2 separate regions of the Arachis hypogaea genome follow, and region 1 is linked to region 2. The links are chromatin contacts, called in public Hi-C maps. All regions are on one chromosome and are shown on one strand. Each heading gives the region's core, a stretch centred on a gene start, on an enhancer-like site or on the middle of the called end of the contact. The rest is flanking DNA. Distances are from core to core; before and after follow the strand shown.

Region 1 (3,537 bases), core at 175-2,674, 160 kb after region 2:
CTTATAAATTACATTACAAAGGCTTATTGGCCGAAAATCCTTCAATCTAGTTGGAGGGTCGCACTTAAGGATAAGAACAATCAAAGTTTCCAACAAAGAATGGCTTAACGTCTCACCTAAGAATGCTTTCTAAACAGTACGCCATACCTCATGACCCACCACATCCCAATATTCTTTGAAGAAAAAAACTTGAAAACCATTCGGCCAAGGAGCTTTGAACGAGCTCATATTATCCAGAGCTTCTTTAACCTCCAACATTATTACTGGTTTAGACAAATTATCACAAGCATCCTAGCTAAGAGATGGCATAGGAATTTCTCCCATGAAATTAAACTCAACAGGCTCAGTAGAACAAAAAATATTTTTGAATAAATGAGCAATCTCCCTTTGCAAAACTTTCAGATCATCAGACCAAGACCCATCACTGACAAGCAACCCATGAACCTTGTTAGATTTTCTTCTAAGGATGGTTTGCATATGGAAAAAGCTAGTATTTCTATCACAATACCGAATCCATTGATCTCTTGACTTCTGGTACCAAAACAATTCTTCCTGGGCCAAAACTATATTATACTCAGCTCTCAATTCTTCCTCTTTGTGCTTCAGAATCGAATCATCGTCAGCTTCTATTTTCCGTTGAATACGATTCAAATAACCCTCCAATTCCATCTTTTTAATAAAAATATTTCCGAAGACCGTAGAGTTGAATTCCAACAAAGCTTCTTGGACCCCCAGCAACTTTCTATGGATGCCAAAGTCTGTACTATCCCAAGATTTCTGAACAATGGCCTTGTAATCAGGATGCGTTGTCCATGCCGCCTGGAATCTAAAAGGCCGGTTTCCTTTTTTGATAGGAACTCCTTGACATCAGATAAGTAGGGGACAATGATCAGAGTGGGAACGGCTGAGAACTTCAACAAAAACTTCTGGAAAAAGAAGGTGTCATTCTGTAGTACAGCAAGCTCTATCCAATCTCTTTGCAATTTTTTTGTTTTCTTGAATTTTACGGAACCAAGTAAACCGTCTTTCAGAGGTTGTCAGATCAAAAAGACCACAAGAATCTAGAGTACTTACAAAGATACTACTGCGATTTGAATAGAAATTACCCCCCTTCACCTCATAAACACTCAAAATATCATTAAAATCCCCAACCACCACCCGCGGGTCCTGAATGCACAAACCAATATCAAGTAGATGACTCCATAATTCTACTCTATTAGTGGCTTGAGGGCTACCATAAACCGCACTGCAGATCCATCTTTGCCCACCACCATCAATTTCCAAAGTTACACATTGATTCATAGCCCAAAGAATTTTACAAGAAAAATTTAAATTAGCAAAGTGGAACCAAATTCTTCCCTTGTGTCCAACAGCATCTACAATCCCTACAGGATAATAGCCTAATCTCCCCCAAAATTCTTTCATAGTTTCAAACCCAATATGAGTTTTCACCAAAATAAAAAAAAGTTGGTTAAAATTTCCGTACCAACTCCTTACAGTGTACCCGAGACATCTTATTTGACGCCCCCTAACATTCCAACTAATAATATTTAAATGGTCAGAATCCATAAAAAATAAATTAAATAATTGGAAAGTTTAATCATTCTACCTCACGTTGATGGACCCCTGTCTCCAAGTGTCTCCTTATGGACTTGCACCGCAGAACCATCATTCTTCTGTTGAGGTTGGGTCTCCAAGTTTGTTGTTGCACTAACTTTATCAAGCTCTTTTTGTACTCGAGAGTCCATTGACAATGCTTCAGTAGGTGAGTTTTGAAGTGAAATAGAACGCTGCCTTTTGTGCCCTGCTTTAAAAAAGGGAGTACTTTGATCCTTGAAAGCCACCTGAGTTGTTCCCAAAGAGCCAAGCGTGGATGGAGGATCTTTCTTTTCCTTAGGCCCCACCTTTGCATTTGATAAGGACTTCACCTTATTAGACCCAAAAGAAAATTTCTTACTCACCAAATTGGAGCATATTGCTACATTGGCTTTTTTTGGCACCACATTGTGGCCTTTACCCACTTTTTCCTTGCCTTTTCTACTAACTGTTTTGCACGAGTATCCCTTTCTATATGTGAGTCTTGCAAATTATCATGCACAAGATCTGCTGCAACATGCTTCTCCATAATTGGAATTAATTTGGCATTAATTTTAAATTCAAAAGTTAAATTTTGCTTTTTTTTACTAGGATTTGACTATCTTCCACCATTTTCTCGTTGTTATCTACACGAAAAAGTGACGGCAAATTTTTCTCCTTCACCGTGCTTTCCTTCCCAATGCCATTGTTGTTCTCTTTCGCACATTCTCTTGTTACATGCCCAAAGCAGCTACATTTTTCACAAATTAAATTCAAGTGCTCATATTGTATGTCATACATATGACCATCAACCTGAATTTTTTTATAACTAAAAGTCCCAAGTTAATTTGCACACATGCTCTTGCATACTTTCCCCTCTCTACAGACTTGGTGGCTAAGTCGATGCGGATCGGTTTGCCAACAGCTGACGCAATCATTTTCATGGCTCTCTCTTGATAATAGTTAATGTTTAAACTTGTGATTCTTATCCAAACCATGGTAGACCCAACAGTATTTTCACAAGGTCTGAATGAAGAACTCCAAGGTTTAACCGCAACATAGCTTCTAGTAATCATCCACGGTCCTCCAAGGAGAACTTTCTCTCTATCCTCCAAGAGATCAAATTTGACTAAGAAATAGCCAAAACCGACATCTAGTACCTCATATCCTCCTTTGGTTCTCCAGACACCTTTAAGCCTGTGCGTGATCGCTGTATAGCTAAATTTTTTTCCAAAAACTTTGATCACGATGACATCTTTGTAGGGCTTTGCCAATATCTCTTTTGCTTCCTCAGTGAACGTCACAGTTGGTATCTCTGAATCGCCTTGCTTACCAACTACTGTAGCCATCTTATCCCCGTCAAGAGAATCAGCAACCTCCAAAGCTCTCCTTGCTGAGGCACCAACAACTTTATCTCTGAACGATATCTGCTGACTTTGAGTCTTGTTACCATCTCTTTTAATCCCCTCCTTTTCACCTGATGCATACACCCTTCCGCTCTCCCCCTATTGCTTCCGCCGACATGGCCGGCTGCCTCGCTATGTGCCACCCTCGAAAACTCTCCCCCGCCCTCCCCACTCTCCATTTCATGTACTCTCATGTACTCTCTCGTACTAGGGTTTGTAAAGAATTCTAATTCTTACAATCTTCTTATATTTGGCTTTATATATACACGGCGTCTTTTACCGTTTTCACTCAGTGAAAATACTGAAAAACTGTCATCCTGATGAACGTCTGTAAGAAAGGAAAAAGAGAGAAATCAGTCTTAAAGTTCAACTCTACCATAACCAAAATTCATTATGCTAACTAATTCAGGTATGAAAATCACAACTTTTAAGAACCTAATTAATGCTTCCGCTAAATTAAGTTTACATGTGCTATCACAGCATGTGTTTTGAAAGTATGTGATTTTCTCTGATTTAATTATGATGTCCACAATGTTTTTGATTAATTATTTATAGT
Region 2 (3,698 bases), core at 1,079-3,578:
AGGGGGAATGCTTCCAGAGCAGTCCGAGATTCAATCTCCCTTAGAATCTCTAATAATACACCCAAATCCCGCTAAATTTGAATCTTGATACAAGCTTGCATCACAATTAACTTTAAAAATGTTGCCTACTGGTGGTTCCCAACACAGGCGATTTCAGAGAGACCTAAAGGCATTGTTTCGATTCCTGTAAACATGTAAGTTCTTTGTGGTAATTTTGGCCATGGCAACAACCTTGTGGTCTGTCCAATGGTTGTCAGTATTGAATATGTCATTGTACCTGTGTCTCCATACCCACCAAAGTCTTGCACCAAAAGACGCCCCATTGTTAGTCAAGGCCTTCTGAAACCACTCTTCAAGAGCAGTACCAGCTGTCGAGTCCAGGATACTAGGATCCAACATATGCCAAATTGCCTTTGATCGTTCACAGTCTCTAAGGCAATGCTCTATAGTCTCCTGCACCTTGTTACATCTTTTACACATATCTGAAGAAGCTAAATGCCGCTTGAATCGAAAGGTCTCAGTTGGTAGAGCATCATGTAAGCCAAGCCACATAGTAAATTTGAACTTCTCCGGAATGTTTGTATTCCACAACCAGTTCTAGTTACTATTGGCATTCCAATTTAATGTTTTCTCTAATAACCATCTATAACCCTCCCTTGCACTATACTTTTTTGTTGCTGCAGGCTACCACTCCCACTATGGCTCCAACTCAGTCGAACTAGGATATCTCAGACCACAAATAAACTGCTTAATCTCATGCGGAATAGGCGTGGTAAGACTATCAACCTTCCAAGACACCCCTTTCCACAAGTCAGCCACTATGAAATCTGATTCAGAAATATGTATAAGGAACAAGGTTGCAAAGCTTACCAAAAGGAGTCTACTCATCATACCAAATTGATTTGTGGACATCCCTAATATTCCAATGAAGCCCTTCCTTAAGATGCTCATAGGCACTAACAATGTTCTTCCAGGTAGCCGATGAAGAATTTCTACTGTTTTCGTTCATACCAGATTGATTCCTGAGATATTTATGCTTCAGAACCTGCACCCACAACTTCTCACTATTATTTAGACAATCCCATACCAACTTTTTCAGAAGCGCCATGTTAGCACAGGTAGTATCCCCAATACCCAATCCTCCTTCCATTTTAGGAGTTATGGCGACCTCCCACCTGACCAGAGGCAGCCCAATAAGATACGGAGGATTGGGTATTAGGGATACTACCTGTGCTAACATGGCGTTTCTGGGAAAGTTGGTATGAGATTGTCTAAATAATAGTGAGAAGTTGTGGGTGCAGGTTTTGAAGCATAAATATCTCAAGAATCAATCTGGTATGAACGAAAACAGTAGAAATTCTTCATCGGCTACCTGGAAGAACATTATTAGTGCCTATGAGCATCTCAAGGAAGGGTTTCATTGGAATATTGGGGATGTCTACAAATCAGTTTGGTATGATGAGCGGACTCCTTTTGGTAAGCTTTGCAACCTTGTTCCTTATGTACATATTTCTGAATTAGATTTTATAGTGACTGACTTATGAAAAAGGTGTATAAAAACTACTTATTATTTTTAGTATATAAAAAATTTTGCGTAAAAATGAGCGAATGAAAAAAATCTAACGATTTTTGATGTATAATTTTTTATATAAGTGTAAATTTTCTTATATATACAAAAATATTATAAAACTTTTTATAGTTTAAGAATTGTAAATATTATTTAATCATATTATTTTTATTATTATCTAAATTATTTGGTCTATTCTATTTATTTCTTATCTACAAATTTTAATGGTAATATTCTTTTTTATTGACTTTATACCCAACAAGTTCCAATTTCATTGTTAATTTGAACAATTTAAAAACTTCTCACATATTAATAAATTTATAAGTTACTACTTTTTTTTATGTGACCTTCTTATTTGAATTGAATTTATCATTATTTCAATTATAAAGTTCTTACACATTCGATATATATATATAGTTTTCCAGAAAACAATAACAAGAAAAAGACAACTATTTTATTTTTTAAAAATTATATAAGATGTAAAAGATAAAAGATATGATTCAGTAGTATTTCTTAAATAAAAAGGAAACAATACCAAGCTTATGAAAAAGGACATAGTACTATAGTAGACAAACTATTTACATCTAAAATTACAAGATAAGATAAGATACGAAAAATAATAAATAGTTTTTTATAAATATTATCTAAAATGGTTTAAGTTGATAAAATTATCCCTAAGTAACTAAACACTGTTTTATACGGAGTTACGGACACTTAATTATGCGTTATTATTTTAGGAAAAATAATCATATTTTACATTTATTATTTTTTTGAAAAAAGAACACCGTCTTATAAATTAGCCGAAGGCCCAATCCAAGCCCATTCCTAAAACCCTAACAAATAGCAATGTGTGTTTGTCACCGTCGTAACTCGTTTGTTGCAGCTGAGCAGTGAGTATCGAGTAGCGAATCAATCAAATTGGAGCTACGAACATGGCGGCGAGCGATCGCACAGTATTGCAGTTTTCTTCTTCGTCCTCTTCTTCGACGAGCTTGTCTGCGAGGGTGCACCCTCTGGTTGTGTTCAACATCTGCGATTGCTACGTTCGGCGCCCCGACCAAGCTGAGCGCGTCATTGGAACCCTACTCGGCTCCGTCCTCCCCGATGGCACCGTCGATATTCGCAACTCCTACGCCGTTCCTCATAATGAGTCCGTCGATCAGGTCCCTTCACCCATCCAAATCACCACTTTATTTATTTTTTTATTTCGGGAACTGTTGTGAATGGAAATTTGTTAGCTGCACATGTGATTGGAGATCAGTAGTTCTAAATCTGGATATGAATCAAGCGATTGGATTTTTATTTATAGGTTTATATTCAGTTTTTTTTCATGTTTATTCGATTTATTATTTCAGTATATGGTTTGATTTTTTTGAAATAGAGTATAAGTTGCTCCATAGTATTTCATGCTTGTGCTAAACAATATGGTAGGTAATGTTACTGGGTATTTGTTGTGTGGTTTATCACTTCATTCTCGTTATCAATTGTTTCTTCATAATTATAGATCGTAGCCTGTAGCAGTGTATGTATGTGCCTCGCACTCGATGTGGCTTCATATTGGTGAAATATTAAACTTATAGTTCGTTATGATTATGATGATGTTGATACATTTTTTTTGAACAACCAACACTGGTGAGAGAGGTTTCATGTGGTATGAGTGTCAACCTGACCGGTTTAAGCCTTGTGTGCGGCCCGAATCTTCTTTTATCTTATGGGTAGGCTTTTAGGCTAATATGGTGGATTTTTTTTACTGAAACTGAGGAAGTTACGGTAACAAACATCAGTAGATAAGAGTTTCGGCTAATCTTGTTATTGGATGTATTTTTTAGTTTACTTCTATTGTATCCTATAATTGCATTTCCTGAGTTTTCCCTCCGACTAGGTTCTATTAGGTGATGATGGCATTCTTTACTTCTGTTTTTTTCCTTTTGAAGGCAGTTCTTTTCACTTCTTGTTGATAGGGCTAATAATTTTTTCCCAAAGCTATTAGTATGACTGAATTATATAGAATTTAGAAAGGAAGCTTGAAGTGCATGATTATAAATTTGTTCTCCAGACATTAGTCAGGTATCCTCTTCAATGCATTATTGATGATACCGTTACAAGTCTGGAAAATTAATTGAGTCCATCG

Evidence for each region. Hi-C and Micro-C count contacts between places; a contact is called where the count stands out from the background.
Region 1: a contact with region 2 is called in a Hi-C map of an unstated tissue, with 4 times the contacts expected there. The contact joins the promoter of LOC140175615 here to the promoter of LOC112715419 in region 2. A contact is called at or near these places in 2 of 8 Hi-C or Micro-C datasets (leaf and an unstated tissue).

The regions. Positions count from the first base shown.
Region 1 is chr10:26,286,320-26,289,856 of arahy.Tifrunner.gnm2.J5K5, forward strand. It overlaps LOC140175615, which reads right to left and starts at 1,425. Exons shown (of 2, transcript XM_072204141.1): 1 at 1,107-1,425; 2 at 292-860. The coding sequence starts at 1,425. The coding sequence ends at 292.
Region 2 is chr10:26,123,054-26,126,751 of arahy.Tifrunner.gnm2.J5K5, forward strand. It overlaps LOC112715419 (eukaryotic translation initiation factor 3 subunit F), which reads left to right and starts at 2,329. Exons shown (of 6, transcript XM_025767187.2): 1 at 2,329-2,730. The coding sequence starts at 2,500.